Linked DNA regions of Mus musculus: all the other regions are linked to region 1. The links are chromatin contacts, called in public HiCAR-type and promoter capture Hi-C maps. All regions are on one chromosome and are shown on one strand. The core of a region is the stretch at or near the end of the contact, and the rest is flanking DNA. Distances in the headings are between cores, read along the strand shown.

Region 1 (4,991 bases), core at 1,446-3,945:
TCAACTGAGGCTACTTCCTCGCTGATGACTCTGGCTTGTGTCAAGTTGACACACAAACCAGCCGGTACATCTTCCTCCTAACTGCAACTCTTCATCCTAGACTTTTAAAATGTGAGCTGGAGAGCTGCAGAGATGGCTCAGCAGTTAAGATAACTGACTGCTCTTCCAAAGATCCTGAGTTCAATTCCCGGCAACCACATAGTGGCTCACAACCATCTGTAATGAGATCTGATGTCATCTTCTGATATGTCTGAAGACAGCTACAGTGTACTCATATACATTAAATTTTTTTTTTTAATGTGAGCTGTGATACTGACATAAAACATAAGACTATCATACCATTGGGCTTGTATCTGACAGACACTCTACACTGACCTATCAGGACTTAGCATCCTCCCCAGCCCTGGCCTTGGCCTGGCTCTTTTCAGAGCATCCTGTGTCCATTTTTTTATTGCTCGTAATGCCTACTCAGAAGTTAAGTTGTTTTATCCTTATAGGAACCAAGCAAGGAAGGAACTTCAGCGGTCTACTGAAAAACAGTATATATAATAGACAACAGATCAGAAAACTCACGATGAGATGTTAACTCTCAACACAGATGGTTTTGTAAGTGACAGACTTAACTCTGATTCTGTTTTCTTCATTAGCATCCTGTATACCCTTATCTGCTAAGTCAGCGTTTCTCAACCTGTGGGTCATGACCACCCTGTCACAGGGGTCGCCTTAAGACTATTGGAAAACACAAGCTATTTACATTATGATTCATAACAGTAGCAAGATTACAGTTGTGAAGCTTTTTAAAACAGCTTTATGGTTGGAGTGGCCACAACATGTGGAACTATAGAACTATAGTAAGGGTCACAGCTTTAGGAAGGTTGAGAACCGCTATTCTAAGTCAGATCAGTTAAAGATATAAATGGTGTACGTGTGTGTGTCCTGTTTAACCCTGTAACTTCAAAAGAAAAGGCTTGTAGTTGTCTTATCAACTACAGAAACACCGCTCTACCCAAGTAGTAGAGGCACATGTTCTAGCCCAGAACTTGAGAGGCAGAGGCAGTCAGATCTCTATGAGTTCGAGGCCAGCCTGGTCTACGGAGTAGTTCCAGGCAGCCAATGCTACACAGAGAAACCCTAGCTCGAAAAAACAAACAGACCAAAAAACCCCAAATTGCTCCAAACCCTGCAAAGATTCTGAAGATTTTGTCACTGATGAAAGATTTCTTTGCAATGTTTTATAAAAGTCTTCTGTGGGACACAGTTAACTAGGTTAGAGAGCTGAAGCCAAAAAGTTCCCTTTATTACCCTAAAGCCCACAAGGCATTGACTCAAAGATTAAAACAGTCCCTCTGCTACTAGGTGAATAACCATGTGTCCAATCCCTTGTTCTGTTATGAATCTTTAGGGCAAGAGAGATGGCTCAGTGGGTAGAGGTGCTTCCTATGCAAGCCTGCCAACTTCAGTTGGATCTTCCGAACCCACATATTGTGTGTCCTGGTATCAACACGTACAAACACATGCCATACACACATTCGCACACATAAAAACTGAAATTTTTATACAGTCATTATTTGCTGCTAGTTTTGCCTAAATAGAGGCTCACAGCTTTAAGATAAGATGAAGCCGGTCCCTCCACAGTTAAGCCTGAGTAGTGATCTTAGTAAGATCTTATTTTAGTAAGTGGCTGAATGCCTATTCCTTAGCGACAGGACTCATCCTGACCACTTCTAGTAACAGATGGGTAAACAGCTCTACAACAACCGATTTGGGAACAATTCCAAATGGAGAGTGAGAAAAATGTAAGCTATCAACTCACTACTCACACCTTAAAACACTTTTCAAAATGGCATGTCTGGTACACTCTAGGCCTTAGTGAATCACAAGCAGTTCAAACTCCATACTTTTTTGTGCTTTCCGAACTATACAGTTTTCCAGTCTGTCTTGCCCAACCAGGCTCTTGCCTAGGGGCTGTTATCTTTTTCTGTATTTCCAGCGTTCAACAGCAAGTGCTCAAATGGTTACCCACCACGAGGTAGGCCTCAACCTGACCCAATAGGTCAGAAATTAAATCGATTTAGGGATGACATGACCACAGTCCGGCCGTTCGATCCCCTAGATGTCCGGAAACTGCGAACATGTGAAGAAAAGTGAGCGGTCGGTCCTAGAACCTCAAGACATCTAAACAGAACGGAGCGGACTACCTGGTCCGCCCAGGCTGCTGTGGACTCCAGACACGAAACAAGATCCTTTACAACGTCCGAAGCAGAGAGATCAGGGGTACTGTCCTGTTCTCCAAACCCAGCCCTGACAACAACCCTCTCCTACCCAAGTAAGCCCCGAAAACGCTCCACTCGGAAGCCCCAGTCTGGGCGCCTAGAGCTCGGGGGCGGGGGCGCAGTGCACTACGGGAGTTGTAGTTCCATGGAGAGTTTTGCCCCGAGACGGGCTTACAAAAGGGACTCCTACTCCCAGAAGGCCCCGCGCGGGCGCCTCGCCCAGTCCTGCCACCTCACCTGTTCTATGGATGTGACTGTTTCCACTGAGTCGTCTTGCAACCGCTCCCGCACGTGCTCAGGTCTCAGACTATACAGCGGTTCTGACCAAACAGGGGAGGAAGATGGAGGACAATAATAGGTGAAGGAACTCGAAGAAGCCATGATCGGGAGAGCTGCGAGCGCTGTATAGGACTCAGCTTCATCCAGCAACAACGCGCATTGAAACTCGAGCGGGCTAAGGCGCTACGGAAAGTCCGTAGAGTCAAAAAGATTTTGAACGCGAATCTCTCCTCCCACCTACACATCTTCAAGAAGTGAGTTACTGGGATACTGCCGCCCCCCGTCGGACAGATGAGCTGCTGCAGGAGATCAGCTTTCTGGAGAAAGGAGATCTAGGATGCCTCGGTTCGTTATGCAAATAATAAAAAAGAAAACGTCAACGTTTCGCTCTCGCCTAATTGTAATGCAGTAGCTTGCGATTTCAGCTGTTCAAGAACCCTAAGAATGTAACCTAAAAAAAAAAAAAAAAAAAAAAAGCATTTCTGACATCTCTCTTGAGTACCTCAGTCACGCTATTAACTAATAGAATTACCATGCACCTTTGGGTCCTTGACAGCCTCTTAGGAGAAGCCTCAGCTTTTCTGTGCATTAGCAGAATTGCAGGTCTCAATACTCAGAGATAGAGAAATGTAGTACTGTAATTTTCTCCTTTGGAGGTTACAGTGCAATGGCAGAAACTAAAAGAAACTAAAATACCATAGAAGAAATGAGTGTAAATGCATCATCCAAAGAAATATCAACAAATATTCATGGAGCTCCTGCTACTTGTTCCGTGCCAGAGCCCAGGAATGCAGAAGTGAACAAAATTACAATGCCCTTTTCCTTAGATTACATCTGAATTTCATTTTTGAGGAATAGGCAGAATTAAATAAGTGAACATAAATATTTGACAGCTTCCAATTATGGTATGACAGAAAATAATAATAGAGTCAGGCCTGGACGGGTGGCTCAGCAGGGGCTGCAGCGCCACAGGATTCCAAGCAGCCACCTGGAGACTTACAGCCACCCATAACTCCAGGTCCAGAGGATCTGACGCCCTTTTCTGGCCTCCACAGACAACATACACACAAGTAATGCACATGTGCACATGCAGGCAAAATACCCATACACGTTTTTAATGTTACTGTTTCATATATATATACATACGTATATATTTGAAAATGATTTTTTCATGCAATATATTCAAATCACAGTTTCCCTCACCCAAATCCTCCCAATTTCCCCATCCACCCAACTCCACATCTTCTCTCTCTCTCTCTCTCTCTCTCTCTCTCTCTCTCTCTCTCTCTCTTCAGAAACAATTAAACAAAAAAAGGAAACAAACTAGAACTTTAAAGAAAAGAGAAGGCACAGTAAATACAGGCTCACACACAGAATGAAATTTTTCGAAATTAGAAAGGAAAGAAAATAAAAATGTCTTTGAAACTGACAGAAGAAACTGAGTTCTAATTAAATTTGGTGGCTGAGCCAGACCCTTCTTTCTTTAGGTCTCTTAAGCTGAAAACCAAAGTAGTAGCCATCTATAACAAAACAATGAAGGACAGCAAGAAGACAGAACGGCATTTGAAGGAACATGCCATAAATATACTTGTGCATGCTTCGGTTAATTCTGATAACCCTTGAATGAGTATATCCTTATATACCTCACAAATACAATGTTAGAGTGGTGATTTTAGGAAAGCCCTGTGAGGCTGGAGAGACAGCTTAGTGGTGAAGAACACTTGTTGCTCTTACAGAGGACCTTTTTATTTCCCATCACCCTAACTGGCCACTCACATCTGCCTTCATCTCCAGCTCCAGGGATCCAATGCCCTCTTTTGACCTCTAAAGTACATCTGTACTCATGTGCATCTAACCACACACAGACACACAGGTGTAATTGAAATCTTTATGGGGCTGGAGAGACGGCTCATTGGTAAAGAATATTTGATGCTCTTGCAGAGGACCTGGGTTGGGTTCCCAGAACCCATGTGACATTTCACAACTACCTGTAACTCTTTTAACTCCAGTTCTAGGCTTTTAAACACCCTCTCCTAGTCTCTGCAGACTTTCACACACACATGGTACATATACACACTCAGGCGCGCGCGCACGCACACACACACACACACACACACACACACACACATACACACACACACACTTCAATCTTTAGGAAAAACCTACCACATTTGGACAGCAATAAACAAGGATTTTTTCCAGGATTTACATCAACAGAACTAAACCAGGAGCAGGAGGGTGGTTCAATACAACTTGTTGGACAAGCTTGAGGACCAGGGTTCAGATCCAAGAAGCCACATAAGTGGTGGGTGGGTGTGTTATCTGTCTGTAACTCCAGCCTCAGAAGGCCAAGGCAGAGAGCACCCAGAACAAGCTGAACAGCTGGGTGAGTGAGTTCTGGGTTTACCTAAGAGACCCTGCCGGAATGATTAAGGTTGA
Region 2 (4,991 bases), core at 1,155-3,654, 1.4 Mb before region 1:
CCTGGGCTTTTCAAGGCCTTTATGCTGCATTTTTATTCTGCTCAAGAGCCTCATCTTCAATCACATATTTATTTATAAGGTTGCTGCAACTGACTTTCAACTCCCCTTTAAACTGCCAGTTTCTTCTTGACCCTATTAAACATACTAAATTTTTCTTTCAGGTAATCACATTTTCTGTTAATCAATTTGAACACAGAATCCCCTTAGCATCTATGCCCAAAATTCACAGGCAATATATTTAGACAACTTTTATATAGTAATGATACATTTTTCAACTGATCACTTATCAGTGTTATCCCTATCAGAGCATAGACAAGAGCTGTATCTTCAGAACCACTGTGTGAAACACCTATTGCTGTCAATTGACCAAAATAAAATAATTAACTAAGTAAAAATACAGGGTAAGAGTCAACAAAGCATGCTCTTCAAAAACAAACCATTCAGCTTAAATTTTAAACATCTAGGGCCTTTCGATTTCTACAGACAGCTGACATATTTTTGTTTCTATAAAATTTCACTTTCACTTATCTATTAATTTTCAAAAAACATGGCCAAAATTAAAAGTTAACGGTGGTAAAGGGTGTGAACACTTACACCACACTGTCAGATTCTTTTAAAAAATCAACACGATCAAATCTAGGAATTGTAAGCTACAACTGAGTTTTCATACAAGGAAACAGTTGCTGCAGGGAAAGATGCACTCCATCTGCATATTCTGATTGGGGGGGGGTGTCCTTCCCTGCAACTGATTTAGATCAGTTTCTTTACTCCAGAGGCGTTGATTCGGAAAAATTCAATAAAATGCTACTAACATCTGCAAATATGCATCATGGAAAGGAAGCCCAGTTACTAAAAATGGGAAACAAAAGCAGGGGTATCCTCTTTTCATAAAAGTCAGCAGCTAAATTAAACACTGTAGTCGGTATCTACTGGCAGAATCAAAGATTTGTTTCTACTTTATAATGAAAGCAAGTTTCATTCAATTTAGTTCCTTCCCGGGCATCATCTCAACCTGTCAGAATTCTACAAGAAAAAAAATTTAAATGAAATAGGGAAGACACTAGGATTCCCTTCTACATAGCTTCTTTTTCTGAAACCACATCACTAAGTCTTGGATTTCCTTTACTCCACAGTAAGCCTCAGACTCCAAATATAAATTCTTTAACCCCCGCTTCTCCGTTCAATTACACTTGAACCATGCCAACTACAGAACCTCAGCCGAAACCCCTACAAATAGGTTTGCAATTCATCTTGGAAGTCGTGCCCTGCAGCAACTGTCTATCTCCAAACTCAGGGATATCACCCAAATACAACGCAACGGAATCAGACATGCAGAGCACACACGACTTCCGCGAGGGAGGGAAACGCGACCCGGGAAAAGTGCGCTCCTCACCAGCCTCAGGACCATCCACCGGGGAGTGAGAATGGGAGGGGGGGGGTGTCCCAAAAGGGAGGGGGAGAAAAGAACCCGACAGAGGGAAATCCTTCCTTCTCAAGGGAAAAAAAAAAAAAAAAAAGGCTGGCTCTCCCGGCCACGGGAAGCAGCCGGTCCTCGCGGAGGAGAAGAGGCAGACAGAGAGGGAGGGCCCTGTGCTAGGAAAGGCAGAAGGAAGGCACTTTCCGGGGTCCGGACTAGAGCCTAGCACCCGGCTCCCGGGGGAGGTGAGGAGTGTCCCGTCGTCTGCAGAGGGGACAGCCGGCCGGCGAAGGGGCAGCAGAGGCGGAGCAGAGTTCGCCTGCCGAACCCCGAGTCCTGTCAGGCAGGTGCCATGGGGCCGCCGGGTGGGGGGGGAGGGGAGAAAAGGGGGTGGAGATGGGATTCCCCCCTCTCGGAAGAGCTTTAGTGGAGGAGGCGCCCGGCCAACCCCGAGCAGCGTGCTTCAGACTGCGGAGCAGGAATCCCGCCGCCCGCACCGGCAGCGCGGAGCCCCGCAGCGCCCGCCGCACCGGCCCCTCGGTCCCCGGGGGCCAGAGACTTTGGCTGCTAGGGCTCCGGGGCCTGACACCCCACCGTGCCTGCCCCAGCTCCCCCGGGGAGCACACGGGAACACCCGAATCCTCAGCAGCTCTCAGCGGTTGTAAAATACACCCCCCGGTCCCCCTCCTCAGCCTGCCCTCTTCCCGAGGCCGCAGGGAAGCACCACCGCGGGCGAGAAACCTCCAGCAAGTCGCGGATAGTAGCCGTTGCGGCTCCCCCGGACCTCCTCCCCCCGTTACCTGTGAGGACTCCGACACGGATTTGATGGTCGTGGTTGGTGAGGATCATTCCCTCGGTCGCCATGTTTCCCAGCGCAGTCACCGCACTGACAGGAGCCAGGAGAAGCCGGAGCCCGGAGCGCGCCGGCCGGGAGCGCGCTTGCCTTGGAGAGCGCGAGAGCGAGGGCGCCCGGGGAGCGCGAGGCGAGCGGGAAGGAGGGGGCCGAGCGCCCGGTGGCCTGCGTGGGGTGGGGGGGAGAGGCCGCGCCAGGAGCGCGCGGGTCCGCGGAGGGGGCGGAGTCGGGCCGCGCGACCCCGAGTCCGGCCGGGAGGAAGCGATCCCGGGGTGGGAGTAGCGGCGGCCTCGCGGAAGACAGAGCGCGGAGGCGGCGGGGCAAGGCCGGCGAGACCCAGAGGCTCTGCGGAGTGAGACCCAAGACGCCTGGATGGCAAGAGACTGAGAGGGGGAAAAGGGAGCACACGCTCTGGAGGTTGCGGGGGCGGACTCGGGGACAGGGGCGGAGCTACACCCCGAGGCGTGCAACTCGTGGAGAGTGAGGGGAGGAGTGCGAGCTTGGCTGCGGAGTGCCGGGAGCGGGAAGGAGCCGGCCCAGCCTAGAGTGGGACCCAAGGAACGTTCCTGGGCGCGCGAGTAGCGCGGGATTGGCTGGGCGGACGCGGTGCGGGTGCGCGCGAGGCACGAACGCAGCCTCGGCGGGCCCCAGACAGAAGCAATCCCCCGCCGAGCCGGCAGCCTCGTCAGTTTTCCGCCGCCTCAGGCCGGCCGGCTCTGCCCGCGATGGAGCCACTCCGGACCAGGTGCGGCAGCGAGGTGGGCTCACCTCCTCTGAAGGCACCGGAGAACCTAGAGGTGGCTTAAGGAAGCGGCATGGGTGGCAGAACGGTGGCCGCTGTGACGAGAGTCCCCTCTCGGGCAGAGATAGGTTACCCTGTGCCGCCCCAGCTGTGACCTGCAGTCAATGCTCCCTCTGACTTCGCTTTGGCCCCGCTCGGTGACAGCCTACCACAGACGTCGTAGACGGAGCTTATGTGTCTGCAGCAGGGCACGTGGAGTGGAGATTCCTCTCTCTCTCTCTCTCTCTCTCTCTCTCTCTCTCTCTCTCTCTCTCTCTGTCGTCCCCTAGATGCTGTGACATTTAAGTTTCAGTGTTTCTGGAATATGGAATTACTCTGAAAATGTGGTCATTTAGTTCTGTGTCTTTCATAAAGTGTTATTAGCCACCTCTATTTTGTGTAGGTTTGCTAAATATCCTTTTCTGGCTTAAGTGTGTGTATGTTTTCTCATTTGTTCACCATAGTAAAACCTAAAAGCAAAACAACAACAAAAAAAGTATCAAAACTGTTTAATAATCTGCTCTTAGTCTAAAATCTCAATTATATGGTTATGTGCGGTTTGTATTGTTCCAGTAAGAACATAGCATTACTCATTCTATTCACTAAAGATTCACATTGTGCCTTTATATAAGAGGACAAAGGAAATGATGGGTGGAGTTGAGAAAGGATAAAATAATTCGTTTTTGAAGATATGTATACTAGTATTTCTGGCAGTGGATTAAATTTGTAAGCCAGATCATGAACTCACCTCCCATAATTACTACCAAAGATCCTAGTGGCAAAACAAGTTCTAACTGGTCTCAAAAAGAGGGAGATTGCTGAGAAAGTATGCCCAAATGTGTCACTTATCTCAAACTAAAGATGAAATAAAAATTGTTGATTACATCATAAGCTTTCAAGTCTATTATAGTCTATGTGGTACATGCAAATTCTATATGATTGGGAAAGTTTCTTAGTATTTAGAACTTCTAAACCTGCCCACTAACAGGTTCCTTCAAACTTTAAAGGTTAATAGATTAAATGGGCATGCCCTCCAACTTAGAATAGTTTATAATTTTTTATGGGAAAATAACTAGCACTTTCACAAATCAATAACAGAACACAGGACTTTCTGCATCTATAATAGTAGTAATGGTGAAATTCATTTTCTTTTCTGTACTGTGGCGTGAACTTTGAGCCTCACACACACTAAGCAAGAATTCTACCACTGAACTAAGTCTCTGATTAATTCATTAAAAGGTAGTTGTGTAGGGGGACTATGAAGTCTTAAGATTTCATGGATTACTACATTTTACTAAATATTAGTACTAAGATTACTGAAAAATAATGAAATTATTAGTCAGTTGTAGATGCTTGTTTTCCAGTTATTCAATACATATATTCCTCTCCCAGATTCCATAAGCTATAACAATTAAAATGTATACAAGAAAAACTTTACTGTCCCCAGTTCCCACAATTTTCCTTTCTGTGACTTCCATTTCCATATTATCCATGGTCCAAAAATATTAAATAGAAACTTCAAGTTAGAAAGTATATATATGATAATATTCCATTGTATACATGTGGTATTCTGAAGGATAAAGAAAGTTAAAGTTCCTCAAGGTAAATCATTCCAAAGTTTTGCATGCACACCATTCTTAGTGTAATACAATCACATGTAATCCCATTTGGTCCTGCCTGCACTGAGAATCATTCCCCTGTTCAGCACACCGAACCGAAGCAGCCATCCCTTAGTCACTGAACATTATCTTGGTCATCAGGGCAGTTGTCCCAGTACCAAGTGCTTAGTAGTAGCAATTCAGCTATGCCAAAGAGAAGCTGTAAAATTCGCCCAACAGTGAAAAAGTAAAAGAGCTCTCTGGTGTTACTAATGAGTACAGTGAGAACTAATAAGGAAAGTCTATATAAGATTTGAGACTGTAAAATTTCTAGTATACATT
Region 3 (4,991 bases), core at 1,633-4,132, 1.0 Mb after region 1:
CAGTGAAGGGACCACATCTCAGGCAGAGCAAAGACCCTTAGCAGCAAGAAAGCTGCTGTACCTAAGACACTTGGGCAAGGCGAGGAGAGAGCAGATGTGACATGGGATGGGTAAAAGGATGAAGGACCAGAAACCGGAAGGGGTGTGGCTCCAGGAGCCCCCCGCAGGTCTGTGCCCACCAGAGGGACCCAGAAGGGCAGTTAGAGGGTTCAGAACAGGAGTATGAGGTTATGTACTTTACGCTTCAAACACCATGATTAAACTGGACACAGTGGAGCACACTGGGAGATCCCAAACAAGTTCAAAGCCAGCCTGCGGCCACTTGACAAATCCTGGTCTCAAAATGAAATAGAAAGGGGCTGGGGTATATCTCACTGGGAGAACGTAAATGAAGTCACGAGTTTAATCCTTAGTAGATAAGCAAATAAAGTACAAAGCGAGCTGTTAGTTTGATAATGTATTTTATTTTCCACCTACTTTCTCCAGTATATAAAGGAAGTGACCCCAGCTGCCTTGTCCACTCTAGAGTCCCCACACCTAGCACTCTATAGTCTCCCCAATGCCCTCACCTCTAGCACAATGCAACCTGCATACTCAATAAATACTTACGGATGAGCAAGATAACCACAGGCTATACGTACATTCACAATAAGCACCTCACGAATGACCACTTGTATTATTTGGGTCTCCCAGTGTCCAGCCCAGTGGTTGGCACATTGCAAGAGCCTATTGGCAGATATGAATGTTTGTGAAATTACTGGAAATCGCTACTTAGACACATGATGAGTCACAGCCAATAAATGATAAGTAGCTTTTCGTCCCTGGCAGTTGCTAGAATGGGACCTATTCTGCTTTGAATCCTCCAGTAAACTTTCACTGGTGCTACTGAGGGCACACAAGACTCAACCCCCTGTGACTCAGCCCTGTAAACACAGGCAGTATCCAGCAACACCATTAGCCCGAGTCCATTGAAACGCTAATAACATTTCTAAGTGGGTAAACTTACTCTTTTTTTTTAAAGAGAGAGACTCTTACTGTATCAGATAAGTTGATCCAAAGTGGTTTAATTTGGGATTTTTAAACATTCAAATAGAAGCTGTTAAATCATGAACTGGTGGCTGAAAGTTGTAATTCCAGCACCTGGGCTGGAATAAGGAGCTCAAAGCCAGGTTCAATTATGTAACAAATTCAAGGCTATCCTTGATTACCAGAGACCCTGTATCCAAACAAAACCAAATGGAAGAAGCTTTTTAACTCAACTAGGTAGGCAAAGACCAAAACCCTTCCAAGGTTTACTCATTTTTATCTTCGCCAGCGTCTTCACTAATAAAACTTTATGTGTATTACACCTGTTCCCACCACCCCGAGTGTGTGTGTGTGGGGGGGGGGGTGTTGCAGAGGAGGAGGCAGCTGACAGGCAGGACAGAGGCCACACAGTAGCCACCGCAGGGAAAGCCTTTGGAAGTCTTGAGAATTTTCCAGAAAGAAAACTGGAGCCCCAGTCATGCGTTGAAGCGTGTAAACACGTCAAAAATCCTAGGCCATAAAAACCGAATGCTCCTTCTCCCATGATGGCGTTTACTGGAACGGGAGCTGCGAGGAGGCCAGGTCTGCTTAACTGTGCCCCCACCCGAACATTCGAGCTCAGCCACAGAATTACCTCCAGCAAGAGCTTTGGGGGATGGAAACTTTTAGGGAAGCAGGTGGAGTTGCTTCAAATAAAACTTTTCAAACATTTGTTAAGTCCCACGGTTACTGAGAGCCTCCCCGGTTTGCCTCGAGCTACTACATGGTGCCTGTGCACAACCGCGCCTGCTGCCACTCCGTCCCGACGCTCCCTTCCACTAGGGGAGGGGAAAACAACTTTCGGAAATAAGGCGCGTCCACAAAGGCAAGTGTTACACTGGACTTCTCCACCTCCATCTCAGGCAGCGGCTCCTGTGGCCAGCAGCCCTGGATGCAATCCACGGGCCCCCTCCCACACTGGGCATCTTTTCAGACCTCAAGAGAGAGACCGTAAGGAGGACCAGGTGCTACCGTCAGACCCTAAAGGCAATTGTACAGACAACAAAGACCGCAAGCGATCAAAATGGAATTATAATCCCCGCGGTCCCAGCGCCCCCTCTCCGCCCGCCGAGACTCAGGGCCGCCGCGCCCGCCTCTTCTCTTCCAACGCAAGGGTCCCGCGTCCTGTCCACAGTGTGCGCCCCGGCTGCAGGTTCTCCGGTCCCCGGGGCTAGCCTCCCGCCGCCCGTGGTTTTGCAATCTCTGCGCCGCGGCTTCAGTGTTCTAACACCCGGTTCGAAATCTTTCCCGCCCAGGCGTGACGCGAGGAATGCAAACAATCAGCCGAGCGCGCCCGCCTGGACCGGGATAGGGGGACAGTGGGGAGTCCCGGGGCCGAGCTGGGTGCACCCGCGGGCCGGGCCCGGAGGTGACACAAAGAAGCCCGGGACACCAACGCCAATCGCTGGCGCTCGCCGCGATCCCCAGGGTGCCCCGCCCGCCGCTAAGTTTACAGCGCCCCGCGCGCCCCGCTGTCCCCTCCCGGGTGAAGTTTCCCACGGCCCAGCTGGGAGCCGGGCATCCAGAGACTCCCGTGGGCCCCCCGGGCTCCCCGCTGGGCTCTGGGGACTCCGCAGGGCTCGTGCCCGCCTCTTCCCCGCCCTCCCGCTCTCGCAGGGCGCTTTAGGGCGCGGAGCCCCCCGCGGCTGCGCTCACCGTTGTCTGCCCGGCCGGGAGGCGAGGGCCGGAGTTCGACCCGACCTACTCCGCGCCCCCCTCGCCTCGCTGCCTCGATGGCGCCCCTCGATCGCTCTCCCGCTCGCTCTTCCGTGCGGCCGAAGGCTTGCGGCGCAGCCGAGCGCGCTCCGCTCTGGACTGGAGGCTACAGACCACGCCCCGCGCCCTCCCGGCCCGCCCAGTCCCGCGCTCGCCGCCGCCCGGAGCAGCGCACTGGGGGCGGAGCCGCCTCCCTGCGGCCACCGCAACTTTCCCTCCGCCTTACAGACCCTTGCAGGTGGCGGGAGTGAGGAACTAACTCCGAACGCAGGTTCACGAGCCTCCGCCTCCGTGCCTACCCGCAGCTGGAGACAAAGGGGAGGCCGACTCTCCTAGAACACTTTTCAGGCGGGTTTCACTTCTTCACGGTGGGTGGATGCCTAGATCTACAAATCAGCGAGCCGACCGCGATCCGGTCCTTGAACCCAGGTGGAGCCTTAGAGAAACATGGACTTTTCATCGGCTTCTTAAGAGTGTCAGGAAGCCCAGACCTCGACCTCACCTACGGAGGTAAGATAAGGAGGTGCTTATTTAACAATGCAGATAAGTGACACCCCCCACCCTATTTCCCTGTCCCCCCCCCCCCCGCCCCGCGCGTGCCAGCCTGCAGGATGGGCTGAGGAGAGCCGCCTCAAACAACGACATTCAGGAGAAAGTGGGTCCCTGGGAATCTGTCCTGTAGGTGTCAGTTGGATTTTCCAGCAAATTACTCAATCCTGTGAACTCAGGATGACATCACCTGACTCCCACTCGCGTTTCGAGTCGCTGTTATAGTATTAAGACTCTTGAAGTCAGACACCAACGCATCACTTCACTGTTAAATCACAAAGAGGCAGTGGCCTGAGTTTCTATCGCAATCAAATTTAACTTCATGCAAGTCCCGCCTCATGCATATTGTGTAGCTGCAGAATCTTATCTGGATTGCTTAGTGCGCTACTGATGGCCCAAATTAAATGGTAAGGGTCGAAGATTAAAAGTTTGACGACAGTGGGTTCAGCTAATCCATGTTTCCGGGAAACGTAGGTTTTAATTCTATCCACACTCTCCTCTCTGCGAGTATTGAGGTGACACAAGTAAACTGTGAAAATACATGCTTTATTGTCTTTTTTCGCCGTACTATATCTGCATGGCATTTCTTGTATTCTAGGTTCACTCTGACCTTCCAAGTTCTTAGACTATTTGCTATGCATCCCGTAATGGCTTGGTGGGCGGAGCTCGAGGTGTGGTTCAGTGGGTAGCCTGCTTGCCTAGCTTTGATCCTCAGCACTTCATATAAACATGAAGTGATGGTGCCCACTTGTAATCCAACACTCAGGAGGTGGGGACAGGAGGATTGGGAAATCAAGGCTTGCCTCAGCCACATAGCAAGTCTGAGACCACGATGGGGTACAAAAGACTTTCTCAAAAAATATTTTTTCAAATATATATATTTCAAAATAAATATATAGAATTATATTATTTATCACATATTATATATGAATTATATGCTGTAGAATATATATATGTATTTATAGTTTGCAGCGTGATCTGCTTGTCAGAGTCCTAACAGTTGGAGCAGGAGCTGACTCTGACTCTTTTGCCTGCTTTTGGGACACTTTTTCTCCTACTGGGTTGTCTCATTCAGCCTTAATACAAGTGGAGGTGCCTAGTCTTATTGCAACTTGATATGCCATGTTTGGTTGGTATCCAAGGAAACCCTGACCTTTTTTAAGAGAAACACAGAGGAATAGTTACAGGCAGAGGGGAGATGGGGGAGGGACTGGGAGGAGAAGGGAGGAGGGGAGGGGAAATTGCAGTCAGGAATATATATATATATATATATATATATATATATATATATATATATATATTACATATACATATATACACATATATGCATATATGTGTCTCTCTATATATGGATACAACAATGTTCCATAAAACAAGAAGAGTCTTTCCTTTTTAATCACAGAGTCACTTTCTCTGAAATCACAGAGCCAGTGTCTAGAAGACTTCGGGGTTTGGCTTCAGGATTTATAGAACCACCTACAAAGCATAGCCTCTAATTGCTCTCTGGTCATTCTGTATTTGTTGCTTTCTTCACAGCAAATGTTACAGATCATCATGGCAGCCATGTCAGGAGAAACTGTGAGAAATAATTTCCTGATTACTGCTCCTTTCTAGGCATCCATGCTCTGCGCCCCTAGAGTGAGAGGATGGCTGGCCCAAAT

Evidence for each region. Promoter capture Hi-C pulls out the DNA fragments that hold promoters and counts their contacts. HiCAR-type assays count read pairs that join an accessible place to other places.
Region 2: a contact with region 1 is called in a HiCAR-type map of astrocytes, with 3 times the contacts expected there. The contact joins the promoter of Gphn here to the promoter of Fntb in region 1. A contact is called at or near these places in 2 of 39 promoter capture datasets (hippocampal neurons and pre-B cells), 1 of 484 Hi-C or Micro-C datasets (cerebral cortex) and 3 of 115 datasets of contacts at active chromatin or transcription factors (astrocytes, extraembryonic endoderm stem cells and large pre-B cells).
Region 3: a contact with region 1 is called in a promoter capture Hi-C map of pre-B cells, with 8 times the contacts expected there. The contact joins the promoter of Syne2 here to the promoter of Fntb in region 1.

What each region holds. Positions count from the first base shown.
Region 1 is chr12:76,835,171-76,840,161 of GRCm38.p6, reverse strand. Fntb (farnesyltransferase, CAAX box, beta) reads right to left here and starts at 2,695. Exons shown (of 12, transcript NM_145927.2): 1 at 2,511-2,695. The coding sequence starts at 2,654.
Region 2 is chr12:78,224,068-78,229,058 of GRCm38.p6, reverse strand. Gphn (gephyrin) reads right to left here and starts at 2,404. Exons shown (of 23, transcript NM_145965.2): 1 at 2,218-2,404. The coding sequence starts at 2,281.
Region 3 is chr12:75,816,209-75,821,199 of GRCm38.p6, reverse strand. It overlaps Syne2 (spectrin repeat containing, nuclear envelope 2), which reads right to left and starts at 2,882. Exons shown (of 116, transcript NM_001005510.2): 1 at 2,722-2,882. It overlaps Gm40447 (collagen alpha-1(II) chain-like), which reads left to right and starts at 1,572. Exons shown (of 7, transcript XM_011244246.1): 1 at 1,572-1,703; 2 at 1,849-3,291. The coding sequence starts at 1,572. The coding sequence ends at 3,117.